Linked DNA regions of Anas platyrhynchos: region 1 is linked to region 2. A link is a contact called in public Hi-C data. All regions are on one chromosome and are shown on one strand. The core of a region is the stretch at or near the end of the contact, and the rest is flanking DNA. Distances in the headings are between cores, read along the strand shown. Region 1 holds the start of CMAS (cytidine monophosphate N-acetylneuraminic acid synthetase). Region 2 overlaps LDHB (lactate dehydrogenase B).

Region 1 (6,962 bases), core at 3,646-6,145, 190 kb after region 2:
CAATGCACATAGCCAGTGCTCAGGAGGAGGACCGACGTTTTCACGAGAGCCCACCCCTCTGCTCTTCTTCCTTCTTCCACCTTTTATTGCTGAGTGTGACACCACATGGTATGGAATATCCCTTTGGTTGGTTTAGGTCAGCTTCCCTGGTGATGTTTCTTTTCTCACACCCCCTAGGAAGGTTAGAAAGAGCCCTGATGCTGTGCCAGCACTGCTCAGCAGCAGACACAACACTGGTGTGATACCACTGCTGTTCTAGCTACACATGCAGAGCATAGCACTGTATGGGCTGCTGTGGGGAAAGTTAACTCCATCCCAGCCAGACCCAGTACACCTATACAATCAGGACACACTAACCTGGCATCTGAAAAAGCTAAGTATGATGGGATAATGAGCATCACTAAAACTCATTTTCCAGCTGACGCAACCTTCTGATGTACCCTGTGTAGAGAGAAATTCAAAGATTAGGTGTTTTAGAGCATTCTTTAAAGATACCTTTTGAAGGATATTTGAAATTATGGTGTTGGTTTTTTTTGGCCATACAAGGAAGGTATATATCTAAGGTATGCAGACTGCTAGTTTATTGCCTCAGTTAGAGGCCCGGATTTAGGCAGGGTGAATCTAAGCCACAAAACTGAAAAATAAGTATAAGTACAAACATCTGCAACATAAATGATTTGATTTGCAAAATGGCTTGGATTCTCTTAAAGTAAAAAATAAATATAAATTACTGCTGTTATTACAATACTTAATATTCATAGGCAGGCAGGTAGTATCAACACCATTTGTCAAATAATTTAATAGTCATAGCAATAATAATGAAAAAGTCAAAGCAATAACAATGAAGAGTTCACTTAAACATTTTGAAATTACTGTTAATTATCCACATTTCAGGTCTCTCTGATTTCTTCTGTGTACATCAGATGGCCATAGGGAACCTAATCCATCTAGCCAGAATTTAATTAAACACAGTGCATTTCAGTATGTTTCAGCAGAGCAGTTTGCTCCATTTTCTCTTCAGAAAGTCTAAGTAATACACCAAGTCAAGTGTAAGCTCCAAGCAACTGTATTCCTTTCAGTCTGCTTTTCAGAGGTGACTTAGAGAATTCTTAGACCCTTGAGAGTTGGCTTTTTTTATAAACCCATGTTAATATTTATTTATCTAGCTCTTATGTATGGACAGCCCAAAATTTGCATGAAACTTCCAATAGCAAGAACAGGGGATTTGCTCGTCATCCTGAGGCCAATTCCTTATTTCCTTTGTATTGTTTTGACCCTAGCATTAGTGATTGACTCCACAGACTCCACTGGAGGTATCCACAGTTCAGTGCAGGGAAGGCAAGATCTGAGCCTCTCAGCTTTCCTGTACCTGAGAAAGGCAAAGAAAGAGTAACTTCCATATGATCCAGATGTAGCAGAATCTCCCAAAATCTGAGGGAGATTCTGAGTCAGAGATTTCCAACACATGCTTTCATTGAGTCTTTCTGATCTGTTTCTGTAGCACTTATTAAGTTAGGTATGTCCCAGAAAAAATAGGAGCCTGCAATTGGAGCCACCTGCATGGCCCTACTGACACTGAACTACACTTCATGCACACAAATTTACTCCTGGCCCGTTAGGTCAATGGCAGTCTTACCATTGTTATTAAGGAGTCAGGCTTTCACCAACATACCAGAAAGGCTCTGACTCACGAAGCTCCAATGTGAGCTTCAGAGAACCACTGTTAGACACTTTTCCCATCTTACAGACTAAGAACAGTGTTGCAATCACTGTGAACAGACTCATGACTGACTGGCAGTTCAGAAGATGGAGGGCAGGGTAGATGTCACAACTGGCCGTTCAGAGGATGTTAGTTTGAATGCATACCCGGGCACTCATTAGGATGAGGTTTCTTGTTCAGCCATGCTTGAAACACATTGTATTTAATAGTCACATACTGCGTAACAAAGTATTGCTCTAAACATCCAAGAGATTAATAGGCATTGTGCTAAGGTCCACAGCGTGCTGCCTGTTAGTAGATCATAACCTTTGAACAGTGATCACAGTAACAGCTCAGCACAGATCTACCTAATACCTTCAATTTTGTTCATTTGTCTCCCTGCTCTTATGCACAGATGTGAATGAATGGACTTCTTTCTAAAGCAAAACTACAGTGTGATAGTTTATAGCAACTGAACTATGGCCAGAAAGGAAATTTGCAGATTTTATTATCCCCAGTGGAATAGCATGACATGGAACATGTTTTTAAAATAGATTTATTCCCCCTACTTTTGCTAGCTTATCAGTATTTCCTTGAAATGAGCCAGTTTGGGGCTCATTGTTCAAGGATAGTTGGACATGATAGGAGTAGGGGTGGGCAGGCTGTACAGTCACAAGACCACAACCACATTATGTGATGTGGGAATATGTGCTGCATTAGCTAGCAGTGATGGGAGAGCTGAAACCCTTTCCTCCATTCTGGGAAACCTGTGCCTGCAGGCCATTTCATGATTACATAAAACAGAGTACATGCTCCAAAGAAACAGAAAGCATAGCATTGTATTCTTTGTTTTGTTCTCCACTGCTCTATTATTAGAATAGCAAATGTTCTTATCTCAGAGTGTTATAACCCACACAGTCCCTTCAGGAGCAAGCTGCCAGTACAAATACAGAAGAAACAAGTCAAAATATGTTTAGGTTAGTAATATATACTCAGACTAGCTCAGAGTTTCATCTTTGGATACTAAATCAGCTGTCTGCTGAAATCTCAGTGTTATCAAGCCCATAAAGCATAAAATGCCACATATGTTAAAAATGGGTGGGGGTGGGGGGAATAGCCTGGAAACTATCCAAACGTGCTTTAGCAAGTAGTGTGACACAGTAATAGTTTATGTGCTTTGAGATTCAATTCAGAAGTGTACTCTTGTTTTGAACAAAAATGTTGATATAGATGCATTTGGGCCGTTAGTCTAACAGTCAGTAATAGCTTAATTGGAACAAGTCAAATAATTATAAAGTCAATCTTAAAAACTAGGCTTACAGCTACAAGAGGATGGATATCTTTAGTTAAAAGTCATGACAATGTCGCACATGTCTTTCATATAAACTAGGGGAACATGGTTTACATGAAAATATTTTAAGGTGGGGACAGAACTGGTTGCTGTAGGAGCAAATGCAAGATACTGCATTTGGGCAGGTATTGCCAGATGCAAAGACACAGCTTGGAAGCATCTGGCTATGTATCAGCTCTTGCAGGAGCAAATCTTAGGCCAAAGTGAATCACTGGCTGAATTACGTCAATATTGTGCAAGAAAAGGAAAACTAGAGATGTACAAATGAGAATACAACCTTCAAGGTACATGAGGTACTGGTACTTTTGCTTCTCTCACTTGCAATGTTCTGTTTAATTTTGAGTCCTACATTATCATCATTCTTGAGAATAATGGGGATGATCAGAAGCCTGAAGATTTGAACTAAATGAAGGTAACTTGCTCCTAAAAAGGAAAAGTCTAAGAATTGAGATGGTGTCTATTTTCAAATATGCATATGCCTGTTATAGAGAGATAGGAAATAAAACTATTCTGAATATCTGTTCTAGATAAGACATGAATTAATGGGCTAACATTGCAGAAAGGAAGATTCAGTAAAGATTAGGAAAGGCTTTGCTATCATATGTTTCTCAAGATTGCCTGGAGTACTGATAGTCTAAAAGACTGGGTTAGGTACATGTCTATGAAGAAAGGCAACAGTATTTAAGATATCAACTTGAGGACCATTCCAGCCCCACGAGTAAAAGACGTGCTTTTGGTGTGAAGGGAAAAATACAAACAGGTTTTAATTATGTACAGACCTGTAATAAAAATTCTTACTAGATGCACCCCATCTAGAAAAGCTATGATGCATGCTAGATCTTCTAATGTCATTTCTTTTCTTTGTAAATAAAAGGTGAACCAGAATTGGCTCCTTGTTTAGGATATCCCTGGATTATGAGAAAGTACCAAACTGAATTATGAAGTTCAAGTATCTTTGCCATTAAATCATCCAATTTTCACAAGGTGATGAACCAAAAGACAAATCTTTTCAACCCATTCCTACTTAACTTGTAGGCATTTTGATTATTCTGGCAGGTATCCTACTTAATGTGTAGGCATTTTGATTATTGTAGCAGCTATCTAAGAAGCTCAGAAAGAGATTTAATAGAGCATATGATCTCTTTGCTGTGTTTCATTGAACAGATGTCCTCTTCAGAAAGAACAAAACCCCAGCGATTATTCTTTTTAATGTGTTCCTAGAGCTGAATATAACTGGGAGTGTTTCCCCTCGCAGCGGTAGACAAGCTCCATCTGCTCTGTGACACATCTCAGATAACCTGAGGACAACTTCAGCAAAATGTGGGACACGTTCCCGTGATGGGCTGAAAACGCGAGTCTCCAGGACTGACTTCATAATGCTGCTCAACAGCCTCTACTTCCTGTTTTCCAGATTGTATTAAAAAGCAATTTCCTCTGTGGCAGTATAGCATTGGTAGTGCATCACTTTATCTTATCCATCCGGTTTCTAGAGGTGAATTCTTAGAACTTGGGGCGTAGTTTTACGCTTAACGCGGTTATTAGCAGGTGGAAAACAAGCGAGGACTGGTTTATGTTCTCATGTCAAAAGGCTCCGGCGTGATTACTCTGCCCTCTGCCGGCGCTCTCCCCACGGGAAGGACGTGAAAGTTTGAAGATTTATGCTGGCAGCTGACGGAAAGCTGCTGAATCCAGTCAGTTGAGGGCCACGCAGCACTCCTGACGCGGCCTGCAGGCGTGCTCAGCCCCAGGCTGCCAGGGCAGCCCCGCCCCGCCCCGCCACGCCCCGCCCTGCCCCAGCCGCCACGCCACCTCCCAGCCTCCCTCACGTCCCCGCCCAACGGCCGCCCTCTTGCGCACACGCAGGCGCGGAGCGGGACTACACTTCCCATCATGCAGCCGCAGTAGCGGGAAGGGCGCCCGGCATGGAGGCGGGCGAGGCGCGGCCGCGCGCCCACCTGGCCGCGCTGGTGCTGGCGCGCGGCGGCAGCAAGGGGATCCCGCTGAAGAACATCAAACTGCTGGCGGGCGTGCCGCTCGTCGGCTGGGTGCTGCGCGCCGCGCTGGACGCCGGCGTCTTCCACAGGTGCGCATGCGCACTCCGCATCCCCCCCCCCCCAACCCCCCTGGGTGTGTGAGGGTGGGCGGGGGCCGTTACCCCCAGGCAGGGTCGGTGCCGGCGGGGTGCTGTGCCCTCGGGAGCCAGCGTGGGGCTGCGGGGGTTGGGGAGCCGGGAGCAGGAAGGGTGTCAGGGGTGGTGGCCCGAGGCTGGTTGCCCTCGTTGTGACAGAGCTGCGACATCTCAAGTGGCGTTTGTGGTCCTGCAGGGTGTCCTAGTGCTGCGCGTGCCCAAAAAATGTTGCTCGGTTTTCCTTGTGCCTTCGTGCTATGTATGCGAAGACAGCAGTAAAATCATCCCCCTGCCTGCGCTGTGTAAGGCTGAGGGAGCGTGCTTCTGTCAGCCTCTCCAAGTTCCCAGAGTCGTGGAGGCAGAGAAAGTCCCAGAATTGCCAAAGAGAAGGAAATAATTGTGTGCTCAGAAGCAGGAGCTCACTTTGTGGCAAAGTGTGTGAAACTTTGGCAGCAACCATTAGTCACATAGAAGCAAACACATCAGTTGTGCTAAGAACGTGGGCATTACGAATTTCTTTCATTCTACCAGAAGAAACATGAGAATTTTCCTCACACGTACTAGTAACTGTAATCAAAACTAGTGCGTGGTTAGGATACTCTTGGTACGTAGCACGCTTAGGTGCAACTTCCTGGTACAACCCTTCTGTGTTATGTTAGGAGCAGGGACTTGAAGTTCAGGTTTTATAGTAAAGTGTACAAATGTAGCCTGACCAGATGCAGAGCTGGAAGTATGCACAAATCTGCCATATCCCATAGCTACTGTACTATTATCCCATAAAACCTTACCATAGTCTGAAAAGTACAGTAAGCATCTGTGGCTTTATTTTTAATAAAGAAACAGTTAAAACATTTCTGACCTAGATCATTGATAATAACTTCATGCAGGTGAATCCATATTGTTTAACAACCTGTTATGAATATGAGGGTTTGAGTGACCTCCATGTTTCTACTTGAATTTTCCTGATAGGAGTGAGTCATAACAGGTGTGTTAGATGAAAGTGTGATGGGTTTTCAAGTCCCTTTTGAAGCAGCTGTGCTGACAGTGTACACATTACACAGCAAAACACTGTTAGTCAAATGGGTAGGGTATGTTTAAACTAGCTACGCTGAAAGAGGTTACAGAAAATACATCTTCCGCATTCATTTACGTGGGTGTGATTTGATATTGCTGTCACTGTTATACACAGATTCTGATAATCTCATGATGTTTTTGAATGGAAAAGTTTAACTAAAGCACCACTTGCTATGTGCAGTGCACTGAGAATGCCGTTATTGCTGAGAGAATAAAGTTTTTTTCATTTTTTTTTCTGCATCTCCTATGCTTTTTTGTCATAATAATGGCAGCAGCCACCTTGCAGTATTAAGGTAGTGTTTACCTTCACATGATACTCAGACTTTGTCCTTCCTTTTGTAAATGTTTATTATCTCTGACGCACAACAGTCTTGCCTTGCTAGTATTGAAGGTTTTCAGTGCCACAACACACACAGTTGTAACTTGAACAGTTCTTTCCCTGGGACTGTATGGAGCCTAACTGATAGATTTTAAAATGATTGCAGGATAAGCTATTTGTCTAACTGAGTGGCATTTTTACTTACTGTTAGCCTTGTTTCTGAACTCTGCAGTGATTTTGAATACATCACTCAAACCAGTCATAATACAATGATCTTTTAGCATGCCTAACATTGTGGCATGCTGGCAATAGATTTTTCTTCTAGTTACAACTTTGAATTTTATGTTGCTTAAGATACCTATGGATGTGGTAGATCAGGCACCCTACAGAA
Region 2 (6,817 bases), core at 51-2,550:
GGATATTTCAGCAATCTGTTCTCTATAACATTTGTATGGCTTCCAAAATTGGACACAGCAGTTTAAGGCCCAAATCTATGACCATAAGACTCCAGCCCAACTAAACACTGGGACTTCAGTAATCAAGAGAAGTTTACTGATACAAAACATCACTGAAAAACAGACATCAGTAACAGGCAAATAAGTGAATCTAACGTAAGATAAATGTAAACAGTGTTTTTCCCACAGCAGGTTTCTAGATCTATAGGACCCTTTCTCTAGGTTTCTGTAGGGTAGTGGTAAACAAGACCTTAACGTTGGCATATTTTTGATGGGTGGCCCACAGGGAAACCCCCTATTCAATTTCTACTCAGCAGTAAAAATATCAGAAAAGAATTTGGACATAAGCTACACTTAAATGATTATATGGACTGAAAATATCATACAGAAACAGCTTCCAGTAAGACTGTATTAGTGAAATCTCACCACAGGTGACTACATTGTTTTTAACCTTATAACCACACATCTATCCTTTAGTGTCTGCCACAGACTACATGAAAGTAGAATGCTTTATCTAGAAGAAACTAGAAATACCAGAAATAAGTCACTAGGACAACAAAACATGCCTGAAAGTTACTTTATTTGTTCATAAGGTCTGTGCGTTACAGCAAGCATAAGTTTAGCTACTGTGGACAAAAGCTCAGTCTGGAAGAGCATTAAATGTTAACCATGGAGATGTATAGTGAGTAGAGCGCCCACATTTGCACACAACACGCTGTTTTTCTATTGCTGGAATTTAACACTTGTTAATTACATATCTTTGAGATCTTTCTGGATGCTCCACAATGTATCTGCACTCTTCTTCAGCTGAGCCACCTCATCATCCTTCAGCTTTTGGTTGATGACACTGGTCAATCCAGAGGCACTTAGGACACAAGGCAGGCTCAGGAAGACATCATTCTCAATGCCATACGTGCCCTGCAACAAACAAAATAGTACATTACTGACAGAAACCCATAACCCCAGATTTGCATGTCAAGAATCTTTCCGATAGAAGGTCTTAAAACCTGCAGAAAGCAGGCTTATTTTACAGCCTGCAGAAAGTTCAGTCAATGTATTTGAAGGTACAAAAAGCTATTATTTAAAACCAAATAGCAATACTGAAATAGATGACTTCAGAAATTCCACCTCTAAAAGCCTCAATTTTGTTTATATCCAACAAGCAGTTGACAAATCTCAGAGATACAGGATTATGGTATGTTGCAGTGACAACTCTGTTTCCTGACTATAGAGGGAGCTGTAAATTCAGTTTGCTCACATTCCTTCCTCCATGTGGGATTATGCAACTAGTACAGACTAAATGCAGGCAACTATATATCAGCTATACAGGACATGCTCTTCCCTACCACCTTTGCTAGGGGGTGTTTTGAGGAATCACAGCTGGACCTCTTTGAAGTTTAGTATTTTTGCATGGAGATTTTCTTTTAATGAAGCTGCATACCATGCATAGCAAACTTTACACAAGGGTAATACAGTACTAGACAGTACAGAGCACTTAGTTTGGCTCCAGACTTGTTCTAAGGATAAGCTAAGAAGAGAAAAAAGTTAAAACAGTAAGTTCCCTGTATAACATTTCAAATTCAATACTTTTTAAACAAAGCTTCCTTTGTACATCACCTCGCCGACAGTTTTAGTCTTTTCATAGTCTAGTTTCTCCCACAATGAAAACATGAACTAGAGGATCCAATTAGCCACCATTTCTTACCTTTACCAGTGTTGACACTGAATGAACCCGGCACAAGTTCTTCAGCATGGTCTCACAGAGCTCAGCAACACTAAGGCCAATGGCCCAGTTTGTGTACCCCTTCAGCCTGATTACCTCATAGGCACTAAGGAAACATTAAAATAGTCACATTAAGATTTAGTATTCCAAAAAGTATATTGAAGACCTTAAGATAAACAAAGGTTTCCCATTTGAAGAACTCCCTGATATGCTAAGTTTTAGGATTAAAACATTTAAGTCATTTCAGCATAAAAGATAAAGTCTACATTACCCCATATGTATATTTACAAAACCCTATTGTTCTCTTAGCTGAAGAAAAGATTCGTAGATTCCATGTGTGAACTATTATTTTAGTGAAAGGTAGAAAAACAAAAGAAAACAGATTCCTTATTCAAATGAGTAGGACAATGGCTTAGATATTCCAAATGTATTCAGAATGATGAAGTAGACATAGAGCTGCATACCACCCCCCCATCTTAGTTGTTTTACCCAATGTCTGAAAGCTTTACACCACCTTAGTGAGACAGGTAAATTAGGGACATAAATATCAGCTTTTTTTGTGATTTGTCAAAAGTTTTCCTAGGACTCAACTCCAATGCTCTGCTCACAAAAACATATCACCTTTTCCTACTGTCTTGCTCCCTTTGTACAAGGATTGCCATGTAAGAAGCTACTTGCACAAATGCAAGTGTATACTGGTTCTGTAAGCCCTGCACTACTCAAGTAGGTACATCGCACAAGAGTTGTAAGCACTGCAGGAAAATAAAGCTTACCAACTGAAATCCTGCATTTGTGCTTAAACTAGTACTTTCACTTATGTAACCCCTCCTAATATGAGGGCATTAAAGCTGCAACAGAATGGAGATGCAGCATGCAGAAATGCTATTTCTAGTATCAAATGCATCCATAGAATTCCTTAAGTTACTGTACCTTTCAACCACTTGCTTGTGGACTTCCTTCCAGTTCTCACTGTCTTTGTCAGTTCCCATGGCAGGATTCAGCTCCTGGAGAGAAACGCCTGCCACATTAACTCCGCTCCAAACAGCCACTACAACACAGAGAGAGGACATAAGCTTTCACAGCACTTCACTAAGCAAAGTAGAGGATTACTTACTAATATAAACTTGAAATAAAGTCATAGCAGCTAGAACCACAATAGTTTGAAAAGAAGGTTTTCTATTTTAATTTAGCTATGGTTACCTCTGAAGACTCTAGGCACCAAGTTTGAGATTATTTTAGTACTGGTACAGATTAAACTACAGAACTTTGAGTCCTCTGGACAAGTACTTTTCAAGTCAGAAACCTCAAATTTGAGCAAACAGGCACATCTTAGTTGTTCAGCCTTTTAAAACTAGCTTTATTCAAGAATTACAAAAGTATGTAATTGCTGTCCCACAAATCAGTATGAAGATATTCTCCAAGAACTGTACTCTATTTCCCTGAATAACGGGATAGCAATATGCAAACTTAGAATACCAAGAGAAGGATTTGCAAGTCTCTTCACATCAGAAGCTTACAGGCACTCTCCCCTGTTCCTGCACAGTAACCAGGAAATTTTCTAGTTACTTCAAAGCAAAAGTAGATGAAAGTGAAGCAGAACAAGCTCTGTGTATACTCAACCAAGTTCTGCTTTCGTGACAGCACAGGTCTGGCTTCAGTTAGTACTGTAGTTGATCAGACACTACTTTAATCAAATGCAACGTGCCATTGAAGATATGGCTCCCTTACGAAAACAGTACTACAATTTAAAGCAGCACCCATCTTCTGGACAGAAGTTCTGCTGCATCTTTTCAGACTTGAAATAAACATGAAAACTAAGATGAATAAGCTTCTTTGATCTCATGATTTTCCAAAGTTATCTTTTGAAAACCTCTTTAAATAGCATGGAAGAGAATCACAAAATAAGGGAAGGAATAGTTGTTAGCTTGAATCTGGATTGTAAGCCTTTTCTATTATTTACAACAATTTCTGCCACTCACCTAGTACAAACTAATACTGCTTTCAGAAAAGAATCATGTTGGAGACCATATATTAGAGTAATCCACAAAAACTAAGGATAAGGTAGTAAACTACAGTCCTTAGGACACAGCACGAGATTGGTGAACACTGGTCTTTTCAATTCAGGATTGAATTATACATCCTGAATCACTTTCAGGAAAGAGGCATAGCTAGATTTCCTGAACTTTCCTGGACTTTGTTGTCCTATGATCTTAATTAGGTGACAGTATAGTGCCAGTCACTCAAGCTCAGCCACATCTGTTTTCAGATTTTTATAACACATTCAGCCTCAGTCTGTAACACTGTTTTTTAATCCCAAAGTGGTGAAAACTGCTCCTTACCACTGGAATCACCATGTTCTCCTAGAATCCAGCCATGGCAGCTGGTTGGGTGGATACCAAGTCTCTCAGCCATCAGGTAGCGGAATCTAGCTGTGTCTAGATTGCAGCCACTTCCAATCACACGGTGTTTTGGCAGGCCACTTAGCTTCCATGTGACATAGGTTAATATATCAACTAAAAAGAAGAGCATGTATAGTAAATGAAACTGTTCACATATACCACAAAGAATGTTCCAGCAAGCACTTTACTACAATCATTAGGGCGATCAAGAGGACACAAAAAGAGGACACAGCATTCCACCAGCTACTAGGAAGAAAATTAATTCTGTTCTAACTGAAACCAGGACACAGACAGGCTCATTGTTCACATTTTAGACCTATCCTATTTGCAGGATTAAGATGAATATATCACCTAAGTTCAGGACCCATCTAGCTACCACTCAAAACATATTAAGGAAGGCCTTTGGATATAAAATATCCTACCAGCCAAAACTGCAGGAGCTTTTTTTGGTCACAGCTAGACCCCTAGGGCATCTGGAATTGAGACAGAATTCTTCATCTAAAGACAGTCAAGTGATTTCCTGAAGTAATGCCACCTTCCACTTCACAATAAGAGGCAAGAACAATTTACAATAAAAATTTGAAAATTATATACTACTTGAGGTTTGTTTATTGAACACATCTTCATTAAACAGTTTCTGCACTGAATACCTCTTTAGTATGGAAAGCCAAATGAGCTCTATGCTTTGGCTGCATGTGGCTCTAAAAATAGTTTTAGAAAAACAAACCAGTTAAGGTTTTTCTTGTCTGCTGCAACCTATCTCTGTAGCTCAAAGCAGCAATAATGATCAGACAACAATAAATTCTGACTTCAAAACTCAAGGAGAAACCAGTACTCAGGAGGAATGTATTTATATATAGATCATTTACTCAGGCACTGAAAGCACATAACAGGAAGGTGCGAACTGCACTGAGACTACAAGTGGCATACCCACTAGGCATTGCTTCCCTAGAGCCACAATTGGCACAGTTCCTGCCAGGGCCAGAGCAATCTATGTATAGACTATGGAGCTCCTCCCTTTCAAATAAGTACATTCACTCTGGCTTCCAGATGCCAAGATGCATCACAGTTCTGGGCACAGCTTTGTCATCTCACTGTTCATCAACAGTAGGGCTTTCCACCTGGGACAGGATGTAGACAGTGTTAAGAGTTACAGCCCAGACAGATCTGTCATATTCCAGTGCTCCTGAAGTCCTTTCTAATGCGCTCACAGTACTTTCCACTACACCCACTAGTTGTACAAGACAATTCCACACATTCTGAGAGAAAGCAAAGCAAAACAACTCCAGAAAAGCAGTGTGCAGTTCTCAGCTATGCTATAGGACAGGTCTTTAGTTTGAATTCAGCCTTGCTAGAACAGGAACAATTTGATTTGTGACTTGATTTTTAGATAAGTTTAAAATTGCCATGTTATTGTACTTGCATAGTAACTACTTGCTTGGTACACCAGTATTTAGTACTGCCTGTACACTAGCTAATTTTTAAACACCATGATTTGGTAGTTTTACATGCACTGCTCTGACTGTCAGATCAGCCTTATAAGCAGTCTCACTTCATTGCCACGGCTCTATAGTAATGGCTTTACTCTGCTTGATTCAGCTTGATTCAACATCAAAGACAGACCTACAGAGACTTCCTACAGAGCATACTGATGTTTATAAGCAGCTTTAGGCATCCAGATGTCCAAGCTTTCCTGGTGCAATTAGTAGTTATTACTTACAAGTGAGCAAGCATAATTATTATCTTTCATAACTTATAATATTTAGCCCATCATTTTTGTTCAGCACAAAGAAACTCTTCCCTGAAAATACAGATGTAGCTGTATTTTCTTACTTCAGTATTATTGCAGTTGTTTAACAAGCATGGTTTATATCTTAAAAGGGTAAGTTCTTCAATCTGAAGAATGGCCATAGTATATCCAAAGATAAAGTTATTTGCAAACAGCTTAAGAGCTAAGCGAATGTCTCCTGCTCATTCAAACCGTCAGAATGAGAAACTTAAAGCTACCTACTTCTTAAGCCAATGCAAGTAAAGAACTGAAGTATCTACCATTAGATACGCTCTTAAAAATGCAGACTATGAGTAATTCTGAATAAGTGTTCTACACTTTGTGCTCTTTATATTAGTTAACTATATAGCAGACATCCACAGTTATTTCTGACATGAGACTTCTATTTGAAAAGATTACAGAAACAACACTAGTCTTCCAAAACCAGAATTAATTCATAAGTACTTTAGAGAGCTGTCTTACCTGGGTTGGAAACCACAAGAATGGTGCAATTGGGGCTGTATTTAACAATCTGAGGAATGATGCCTTTGAATACACCCACATTCCTCTGAACCAGGTTGAGACGACTCTCCCCTTCCTGCTGACGAACACCTGCAGTTACTACCACAATCTTGGAGTTGGCTGTGACAGCATAATCTGCAATCAAGCATGGAAAAATACTTAGAATTATCACTAATTTCAGCAGCATCATGTTCACACAGGTATTCTGGGTAGTCTCTCCACTATGCCAATACTCAAACCGAAACATGAGACATCTCAACAGATCAGCACACAGGTCGGGAGAATACATTCAACCCCTCTGAATCTCAGTTCCACTATCCGTATGAATGAACATTATTTCTTCTACGAAGTACTAGTGTTTCACTA

Evidence for each region. Hi-C and Micro-C count contacts between places; a contact is called where the count stands out from the background.
Region 1: a Hi-C map of subcutaneous adipose tissue shows a contact between it and region 2, with 2.6 times the contacts expected there. The contact joins the promoter of CMAS here to the enhancer-like site in region 2. A contact is called at or near these places in 2 of 8 Hi-C or Micro-C datasets (liver and subcutaneous adipose tissue).

Annotation. Positions count from the first base shown.
Region 1 is chr1:76,113,135-76,120,096 of IASCAAS_PekinDuck_T2T, forward strand. It overlaps CMAS (cytidine monophosphate N-acetylneuraminic acid synthetase), which reads left to right and starts at 4,896. Exons shown (of 8, transcript XM_027449995.3): 1 at 4,896-5,133. The coding sequence starts at 4,973.
Region 2 is chr1:75,926,516-75,933,332 of IASCAAS_PekinDuck_T2T, forward strand. It overlaps LDHB (lactate dehydrogenase B), which reads right to left. Exons shown (of 8, transcript XM_027449997.3): 4 at 6,413-6,586; 5 at 4,102-4,275; 6 at 2,693-2,810; 7 at 1,745-1,868; 8 at 603-957. The coding sequence ends at 790. Among named protein-coding and RNA genes, the nearest start is that of LDHB, 7.5 kb to the right of the region's middle. Within about 2 kb of position 1,301, at least 2 of the 8 cell types and tissues checked have an H3K27ac peak or open chromatin away from gene starts, as enhancers often do. A contact at or near this core is called in subcutaneous adipose tissue, where this site is marked.